2 separate regions of the Mus musculus genome follow, and region 1 is linked to region 2. Evidence: chromatin contacts called from public Hi-C data. All regions are on one chromosome and are shown on one strand. The core of a region is the stretch at or near the end of the contact, and the rest is flanking DNA. Distances in the headings are between cores, read along the strand shown.

What was found. A called contact is a pair of places that touch in the nucleus more often than the background predicts.
Region 1: a contact with region 2 is called in a Hi-C map of the N1E-115 cell line, with 3 times the contacts expected there. The contact joins two enhancer-like sites. A contact is called at or near these places in 12 of 484 Hi-C or Micro-C datasets (the BV-2 cell line, the N1E-115 cell line, cerebral cortex and 5 more), 3 of 115 datasets of contacts at active chromatin or transcription factors (double positive thymocytes, embryonic stem cells and stem cell-derived neural progenitor cells) and 1 of 9 other capture datasets (embryonic stem cells).

The regions. Positions count from the first base shown.
Region 1 is chr9:47,907,109-47,912,092 of GRCm38.p6, reverse strand. No RefSeq gene overlaps it. Among named protein-coding and RNA genes, the nearest start is that of Gm32016, 30 kb to the left of the region's middle. Within about 2 kb of position 1,457, at least 53 of the 459 cell types and tissues checked have an H3K27ac peak or open chromatin away from gene starts, as enhancers often do. A contact at or near this core is called in the N1E-115 cell line and cerebral cortex, where this site is marked.
Region 2 is chr9:47,705,400-47,710,539 of GRCm38.p6, reverse strand. All of the region lies in intron 1 of Cadm1 (cell adhesion molecule 1), which reads right to left. Among named protein-coding and RNA genes, the nearest start is that of Gm10677, 110 kb to the left of the region's middle. Within about 2 kb of position 2,534, at least 40 of the 459 cell types and tissues checked have an H3K27ac peak or open chromatin away from gene starts, as enhancers often do. A contact at or near this core is called in the N1E-115 cell line and cerebral cortex, where this site is marked.

The DNA.
Region 1 (4,984 bases), core at 208-2,707, 200 kb before region 2:
GATTCAGAAGGAGAGCAGGAAAGAAGCAGTCACAGCCCTTAACCTAATCAAGACCCACCACCACCACCTCCAATAAGAAGGCACTGAGTAGGCGAGATACCACAGATCATACACTGTTTCCACCAGAATCCAAAGCCTGGTTAGGGTGGAGAAGAGTAGAACAGATAACTTTTGAATCTGGCCAAGCACAGAAATTTTAAAATTCACTGAGCTATGTTATTCAAATTAATAAGGTTTGGACCAAGTTACCAAAAGGGAGAAAAAGAACATTATTAAGAGCAGACACGAGAAAACTCAGAAATCTAAATCTAGTCTATAGATTGTCACATGAGGTGTTTTTGCTTGTGTTTTGTTTGTTTTGTTTTGTTTATTAGCTCTGTCTTTCTGACCCAGCCCCTGCTGTCTGTGGTCTGATTCTCTGCTCACAGGATTCCTGCACAGCGTTCCTCCCTGGTCCACATCACCCACCCTTGCATTGACTCAGCTTGGCTTCTATATACCACTCTGCATGACTTTGGTCTGGTCCTAACTCCTGCTTAAAGTTCTCCATGGATCTGGATAAATCCAAATGTTAGCACCAGTACCTAGGGTTCAGGAGGGTGGGTATTTGGGAACCAATATCGCCAGCGTCAGTCCTGGCTCTGCTAAACTGGTTAATAAACTCTTGTATCATTCTCTGTGCTTCTGTGTTCTTTCAAAGATGGGGACTGTGATGGGACTAGCACCTAATGGGACAGTAAGCAGAACTGATCGTTAGGTGTTGTCTGCTCTTAAAAACCGGGGCTGGAGAAATGACTCAGGCATTAAAATTATGTGCTGGTCTTGGAGATGATGGGGGTTTGGTTCCCGGCACCCACAGTCAGGCAGCTCACAACCACTTGTAACTCCAGCTCCACAGGATCTCACACTCTTTCTGGCCTCTGCAGGTACTTGCCTTCTGATGTGTATGCACGTGAGCACATGCACATATGCACATAATACTTGCAGTATGCACACACGCATGCAGCATGCACACATACACATTCAACATACACACACACACACACACACGAGCACACACATAGGCACACATATACACATCTACAGATACAAATAAAATCTTTAAGCTCTTATAACAGTACCTGGCACACAGCAATCACTGCCCAATGCCCAGTACTGTTCTTATTATAAAGAGATGCATAGCTAAAGTTTAATTAACAAAGCTGAGAGTGGGCTGTCAGAGAGCTCTAGAGAAATGGGCTCCTGTATCTTTACTACCTGACACAGTGTGACAGTAAGGAGCCTGGCAGTGGAAAGTATGACACTGTTACTGGCTGGATGGACATCTGGACATACGGACAGATGGATAAATGAATGATGTGACCCTCGCCTCTAACAAAGATTCTTGGCCCAAGGCTCTGGGTAGTGTTTGTACAAGACCCTGATACCATCTGTGCATCCCTCCTCGCTGGGCTCTAAAGCTGCACGGAAGGGGTTGTGGTAACTTAGCAACGGAGGCAGCTTCCATAGAGACGAAGCTGCAGACAATGAGATCAGGTGCCAGGTCCCACCCTACATTTGAGTGCAGAGCTCATGCAAACAGCAGCCTGCACCCCTGCCTTGAGATCCTGCTGGTCTTGACACTACGGGGAGGGCCAGACCTATCCAAATTTCCCTGCGCTGAGTGTAAGGGGGGGCTCCTGAGATGGTAAGATTAATCTTTCTGGTAGTGTTGGGAAAGTATATGCTTCTCACAGAGATCAAAGGACAGGATACCCTTGGAAATGTCCTTCCAGACCAGGGAAAGTCAGAGAATGGATGCCCCAGCTACAGTGATAAACAGCTAAAGGTCAGGGGAACACAGGGTTATCCTACAAAACCATGTTCCAGCCGTGTGAAGTCCCAGGTTGGCATTCCATGGAAAGCTTCAGAGGACACAAAGAAATGGCTATGATGACCTTTTTAGGCTGAGGGAGTGGAGTGTGTTAGGATAGGCAAGGCGGGGACTCGAAAATGAAGCTGTTTAACTGGGATATGCAGAATAAGATGCCCACCCGCAAACACATGCTGGGTAAGGTACTGGTGCTGAGTCTTTCTTCCTTGTGCCAATCTTTGTTCTTGTCTTTGTAAACTGAGTGGGCCTCAATGTTGTGGCTGAGGCACCAACAGCGAATCTGTATGAACCCACTGTGCTCCAAAGAAAGTGTTCTCATTTGGGTTCAACTGAAAAACAAGTTCTTTCTCTAGCCCCATCCCCTTCTGATCCACCCAATTTTGCCCATGACTCCTTTGTAAGACATAGGGGCATAGATGGTAGCAGATCCAACTCCCTCTCTCCATTCTCCCATCCCTACCCTACGAGCTGAAAATGACGCTTGCAGAAGCATGGGATGTGTTGTGTGTTGCCATCCTGGTGCCCAGGTAGAGTGTGCTATGCTGCTAGAACTATCAAGTCCCCCAGTGTCTGGATTCTAAAGGACACTAAGGCCATTGTCTCAAGCCCCTGAAGTCACATGCAGGTAGGAAATGGGAGGACTAGAGAAAGACCAAGGAGAAAGCCAGATGCCAAGCTGGCATCTGACGCTTCTTGGTTACAGTAAGGTAGAAGGGAAAGGGGTCTAGTGGGACCCGCTCAACCTAGCTAGTTAATGATAAATGTAAAGGCAGAGCGTTGGGTGGAGGCCAAGGCCAAGGATGCATAGGTGAGGATGGGACTGGACCTAATTCCACTCGCACAGCAGTGCAGCCAGGAAGCCTGCCTGCTCCCTCCCCAGCACTGAGAAGCCTGTGCTGGAGAAGAGACTATTCCTGGAAAAGCTTGCCAAAAGGTGGTCCCCCTAATGAGGCAATAAACGGGGTAATTACTGACTAATTACTGGCCCTCCAAGTGCTGGGAAGCCTTGGGTGAGAGAATTTGGCCAGCACCAGGCCTCTCGGCTCCCATGAGCTGGAAGCTTCACTGGAAGTGTGGACAGGCCAGGGAGGGGCTGCGCTGAGACCTGCCTCTTAGCCTGGTAGTTCCTTCCTTTGCCTTGGCCTTTGCCTCTCTGTCTGGCTGTAGGGAGGCTGCTGGAGCCTAGGTATTGTCTAGAACCTGGAGACTGTTACATGTCCTGGCGTCTTTGAAGATGAGCCCTAGCCAAACTCCATAGCCCCCAGCCTCCCTTGTCACCCTATCCTACTTCAACAGAGCCCTGCTTCCACCTGAGCAGTCCCTGAGGCCAAGGGTCACAAGGGACAGGGTCAAAGTGCAGCCTCTTCTTAGCACCTTCTCCTCCTCCCTCTGAGGGGCTTAGCCCCCCACAGGCACTTTCCTTTCAGTTATAGAAGCAGGGAAAGTTCACCTAGGAAAATAGACTGTTTAAATTCACAGAATCACACAAAGGGGTCCATTTATTTCAACTGAGGGCAAACTATGGTCTTTTTCAGGGGGGGGATGAAATGTAGAATAATTGTCTTAGTGTCTTTTCTAAGTCGAGTATCACTTTGTTAGTTTAGAAATATTAAAAATACATCACACAGGGCTGGCTCCGCCAGGAAAGCTATCCTCTTTGGCATATTAAAATTTAAAGTATAGTTTATTTCTGCAGTAATTACACTTTTACTAATTGAATTTACCCTTAAATATTTCAAAGTTTTGTAATAAATTGAGCTACGAGATACAGAGCCTCGAGATATTTACATTCAACCATGTTTGGAAAACAGGCAAAACCTTGGAAAACAGAAGTAATTGCTAGCGTTAGAGAAGAAAAAGGTTTGTTTTCTGGGTTTTTTTCCCCCATTGCTCCTGAGGAGAACACGCACCGCAGAACACTAAGACGTTGAGACTCTGGCTATTTACACGTGTTCCTTGTTGTGCTCTTCGAAGGCAAAGTCTAAGGATCAAGAAAGGAGGTGTGTCAAGTAATGGGTTCAGAGAAGCTGAGTGACGTGTCCAAGGTAACACAGCAATACCAGAACTGGGGTTTGTCTGTCAACCTTACACTCACCGTTGGGAAAAAAATCTCTGGTCAAATGTTCATCAATAGGCAAATGGGTGCATAAAGTGGAGTATGTATACCCTGAACATCATTTGGACTCACAGGGGAAGTAACTCTGAACCAACACTGCCAAGTCGAATCCTGGAACATGCAACACAACAGGACACTTGTCATAGGAGTCCCCATTGAGTGTGCAAAGCTGCCTGAAGGAAAGGCAGCCTGGTGGTTGCCAGGGACCTGGGAGGCAGAAATCTGGAGTGCTCGTGAATGATAGTTACGTGACGGTGCAGTCCTGAGAAGGTACAGTGGCAACTGTTGCAGAGAAATTATGAATATATTTTATGTGCATTTAGCAGTGCTAAATGATACTTCCTAAGTTGCATTTTTGTGTATGCATGCTTCTGTGTGGCATGCCACTTTCGGAGGTCATTGGACATTGGTCATTTTAGGGGGTTATCAGTTCCCTCCTTCCACCATGTGAGGGCACCAGGACGGAACTCAGTCTTGGTGGCAGATGTTGTACTTGAAGAGCCAACTTGCTGACCCACAATGGTAACTTTTAAGGAGTGTTTTTTCCCTACATAATTTTGCCCTCCCCCCCCCCAAGGCTTTCAACACTTTCCAGGGTTTTTCAAAATTCCCCATTTCTGTTTATTCAGACAGGGTTGAGAACCAAAATTTTGCAAGATTTTCTCCTGAGGCAAAGCAACCTGAACTGATTGGTTCTTTCGCAAGGACAAGGGAGGTGCTCCTAGTCCCAGGTGCTGTGTGTCTGTGAAAGCAGATGTCAGGCTGGGCTCTCCAGGTGTACAAATATTTATTTGCAAGCTGACCAAGAACAAAGCACTCATCCTGTGAAGTCAATGTCATTGTATCCTTTAGGAGTGACAGCCAGCTGCAAGAAGACATAGCATTCCTTGGACACAGAGTTAGGAGTGACTCTCTGATTAGTGTCTATAAATGGGGCTTGTTTGGAATGTTATGTTATTGTTTTGAGGAGTGTGTATGGTCATTGGACTTGCCAA
Region 2 (5,140 bases), core at 1,285-3,784:
CCTTGCCTTTCCTGGAAATTTCAGATAAATGGCACTTCTCCCACTTGGCATGGTGTTTTAAGCTCATCCATGCTATGCTGTGTGCTGCTGTTAAAGACTGCATAATATTCCACTGAGTGGATGCGCCACGTGTTCCTTATCGATTTGTTAAGCAGTGTGCATTTGGGTTGTTTCTGGGTTTTGTGATTATGAATACTTCTGCTGAACATTGTCTAGCATGTTTCTATGGAGACACATTTTGATCCCAGGGTACATTGCTAGGCATGGAACTGCTGGATCCTTTGATCACTATTTTTAATACTTTGAGGAACCACCAAGCTGGTTCCAAATTTACTGCATCATGTTACATCTCTACCACGAATGTATAAAGTTGCCAGGTTTTCCACACCTTTGTCTGCAATTATTATCTTTTGTTAAACTTTAGCCATCCTGGTGGGTAGTGAGGCGGTTTTGATTTGCATTACCCTGGTGACTATGACAGCAAATACACTTTCTGTGTACTCTGCCTGTGCATCGGCTTAGGTGATGCTCTAAATATTTATTTTTAGAAACCATTAGTCAGTTGTTTGGTATAAACATATGAAATACTGTATTTAAAATCGTTTCAGCTCCAATGTGTGGCCTTCCCCATCAAATAACTAACATGTTTTTCTTATCTGTAAATTCCTTTTGATGTTTAAATAGAAACCTAAGTGTCTAAACCCAGAAAAATATCCAAATTCCACAGTCTATTTTAACATGGGGCTTGGTGGGAAATTTTTCATTTGACTAGACAGCTCTCTCTAGCCAACAGGCCATTATACAAATCTACTAGAAGCCAACTAGTAAGGATTTCTAAAGAAGACAAATGACTTAGAAAATACAAAGTTACGGGAAATTCGAGAGGATGAAATGACAGAAAAGCAAAACAGAAATTCAGTTTTAAACAAGGACATTTACGAAAAGCTATAGAGGTAAAGAGACAGGCTCAGAACCTACTTGAGTTTCTTGGGGAACGTGTGGAAGATAACCAGGAGTTATTTCCCAGAACCCTGAATGAATGATGATGTCATTTGCCCAGAAGTTGGAGGAGGGGGGAAAGAAAAGCTAGAAATACTACAAAGAAGGGCAGGTTACATGACTGTGTCTTTTGTAGTGGACAGATGAGGACACGTGCTCAAGCTGATGTGAGCCACAGTGGGTCTGGGAGGCAGAGTGGTGGAGTGGGGGTCGGGGTGTGGTGCAAGATGACACAAAAAACCCAGCAGGGTGCAGGCAGAGAGTTCAAGAACAGGTCTGGGTTAGGGGTGCTGGTGGGGAAGGGAGAGCTGAGCTCATTCACTCGCAGGCAGAAACCTACCTTCTTAACTCCTTTCAAGCCAAATCCCTCCAGCGTGGAACAATGGAGAGCTTAATTCAGTGATACAGTTATGAAAGGCTGATGAATGAAAATAATTGATCCTCATTATCTCTTCAGCACCTTTAATGCACCAGCAACAGCGATCACCTGTCTTTCCCCCTGAAGTCTCTGAACTGGATCATGCATCTTGAACTTCCTTGACTGTAGTTCCCCCCACCCCTTTGTTAAACTCAACATTTCTTTCCAAAGAAAACAAATAGAAACAAACAAGAAAATAATGGATTGGCTGCCACTCTGTCCACAAAAAAAAAAAAAAAAAAAAAAAACAAAGGAAACTCAAAAGTGAAGTCTGCAGCCCTTGTAGGCTGTCCCCTCCAACGCCCATCTGTAACTGCTCTCTCTTGCTGGAGTGTCCAAGGAAAAGGCTCAGGGCAGCAGAAACAGAGACCTTACCAAGCAATTACCGGTGAGGAATCTTCTGCCAAAACAGTTAGTACAGACGTAACCTTTCTTCCCATAGAGCTTAGCATCATCCCGTGGCCAAAGAGAGGCTTGATAAATACTACATGCTGAACAAGTGATCAACTTGATAGGGGGGGAAAAAAACCCTAAATATGAGGAATGACCACGGGGAGAAGTCCAGTGCTTCCATGAGAAGCTGAGGTTACCGCGCTTCCTGCCTCCTGTAGGTGGCGCCAAACTCCTTGAAGAAAGGGACAGGCAGAGTGAAAGGCTGCTGCTGTGTCTACACAGACTGGAGAACCCTCTTCTGAGTTGGCAGTCTCTCTTCCAAGGCTGCTCTTCTTCACTGCGCTGGCAAGCCCTGGATCAAAGAAATGGCTCACCTGCACTGCGTTAATTACGAGCTGCCCTTTCCCTGAGTGCCCAGCCTCGCATTACGGGATGACCAGCTCCGCAGCAGAGCTCCACAGTGTTGGGCAAATGGAAGGTTAGTTACAGGGGCTATTAAAAGGATTGGCAAAGGTAAAAGCGCATTTTAAAGCCATTAGGATCCCTTGCATTAAGTCTTAGTAAAGAAATGCCACGAGGCTACTATTGAAAGCCACCAGCCAGAAACTGGGATCCACAGGTAATCAGCAGTAAGTTGGGCTACCGTGGCAGAGGGCTCTCATGCTTCTGAACGGTCCTGATCTGTTAGGCCTTGGTCAACACGCAAGAGTGCCAGTGAGGCCTCCAGGAACACCACCCAGATGTGCACTTCCTGGAGAGTAGCCAGAGCTGGGACTTTGGCCCTCACCATCATGAAGCAGTGGGAAGTTCCGTGGGGGGTGTAGTGGGGAGAACTGAAGAGGCTTGGTCAAGCAAGAATAAAAGAGGCTATGGGCAGGGTGTGTCTCTGAGGACTACACAGCCAAGCAGGAACTGGATATTTCAACCCAGGTTTTCACTTGCATTCTCTAGGTCCGATTTTTATAACAAATAAACATTTTCTGCCAAGATCCTAAAATTTTTTTTAACAACAGCCGCCAAAACCGACTTCTATTCTGCACAATTATATAAGACCGAGCAGAGCACTGCTCTCATTTTTGAAGCTTTGTTTTAAGCTCGCTCATTAATCTTTCAGTCTTTTCCCATCTCTGCTTGACTATAACTGCCCTGAATTTATCCAAGCCTGCAGTATGCCAGGCTCACTGGTGTCTAAATCACCGAGAGCTGAATACACATTCTACTCAGGGGACTCAACATTTCCATCAGAAAGAACCAATCACAGCTTAGGAGAGGTAAACCTCTTTTTAATTGTATTCTATAATACTAACAGGCATTCATTACACATGGACCTTAAAACAAGATTTGCTCTTGGCTGCTCATAATTGTATTTCTACAGCAGTTTAAACCGTTGGCACCTGCAATTGCTAGCAGGCCTAAGCTACGAATTTCTATTATCCCAGTTTCAAGGGTTACATTTAAAATAAAACTCGGAGGGGCCAAACATTACATACACACATATTTACACAAATTAAATACTATGCACAAGTCAATACCTTCTGCACACAAAACTACATTAAGCTCAATTAGCCCTAAGCAAAACCACAGGAAGCAGGTTTCCTGTGAACCCAGGGTGCTCTTCCCTGTACTACAGAATATAAAAGCAGCTACAATATGGAGTTTTGCAGGACTATCAATGAAGGCTTAAAAAAAAATCATTATCAATACTGATTTCCTAATTAGCTTATATAAAATTACCATAAAACAATCCAACTCAAGGAATTTATACACACATAACATCTAACTTCTGGGTATAAATTTAAAAAAAAGTTCTCTTTAAACATGCAGGGGTCAGCATGAGTTTTTCCAGAAAAAAATAATTCTAACTCTGAGCTACAAAGAGTCACCAAACTAAAGTGCAATGTCCTTCTTGTTATGGTTTTCTTCTTGATTATGACCAAAATTAAATTATACAAATATTTCACTAAATATCTTCTCAAACCTTATAAATATTAATATGAACTCAATCTCCTATGTGCCCGGCATTTAAAAATCCATTTAAAAATCTTGGAAACTAATTTAAGATTTCCATCTAGAATACAAATTAGCAAGTCCTCCGCCTGTGTTTCGCTCAGCACCCGTATCTGCACATTTAGTACCGAATGTCAGTCGGTAGCACTTAGAGACCATGAATATTAAAACCACGCATTGCCTGCTAACATATCAGAGCACAGCAAGCCTTCAGTTTGTCAGAAGCCGGGTTTGCAGCGGACAAACTACTGCATCTACAAGACCAAAGCCTTTTGTGAATTCCCCAATTGTGCAAAGGGGACAGAAGTTTTACTGTTAAATAGACAATCTGGGAGGATTGCACACACACACATACACACACAAAATTAAAGTCTTTTTAAAAACTCACTACCATGTAATGCCCTTGGCTATTTGTCTTCATTTCCTTGAAGACTTGATCAGAACAACAATGTCAGCTACTGCTCACTGAGTATGTACTAAGATTAAGTACTTTACACACACACACACACGATACGCACACACGCAGGTTTTATACACATGTTCTTATTTGCACGCCACCCTTACAGTACTTTATGCACGTACTACACACACATAGTTATCTTCATATATACACTATGGAATCAGATTCTCTGCTTTTTGGGGGTGTTATCCCTACGGAGGTCAGGTGACTAATTTATTTGAGCTAACGAGTAAACTTTTAGAAAGCGAGAGTCCCACTGTCCCCCTCTCTGATGCATGCTATGATGCTGCCACCATTCTGACCCCTGCTGGATACTCCCTCCAACAGGGAACAGGGACCCTGGCACACGTTTGCTTTCCACGTGCGTGAGGAGTAACTTCCTAGAGCAAGTCGTGTTTCTTTAAGCACGTGGGAAACCAAGTGGGTTACCCTGGAAAGCACATCAACTGCCTGGCACAGAAAGCACGAGTGTATGGCTGGGATTGAGCTCAGGACTTAAGTTCAAAATGAAGTGTGCACGGCCTACCAGCCTCATAAGACTGCCCCATCCCGCTGTCTTTGAAAAATGAAGCAGAAAGTGATAGTCCCATTTCACAGATCACTGAGGATATCAAACAAAAGGATGCTTGCAGGGTGCTGGGCACAGTGTGCTCATAAACGCTGCTTGTTATCATTCTTTGGGATAGCATGTTTTATTAAAACATCATGACACTTTCCTCTGGACTGCTCTGCAGTTCTTTAATTTGTCTATTAAGATCTGTCTTAAACTCAGTAAGTACTTTTTTTTTTGGTACTCAATTTTCTGCCATTGGCTCCACAGCTCTCCAAATCATGCTAAATTATCCTCCTGTTTCCGTAGACTT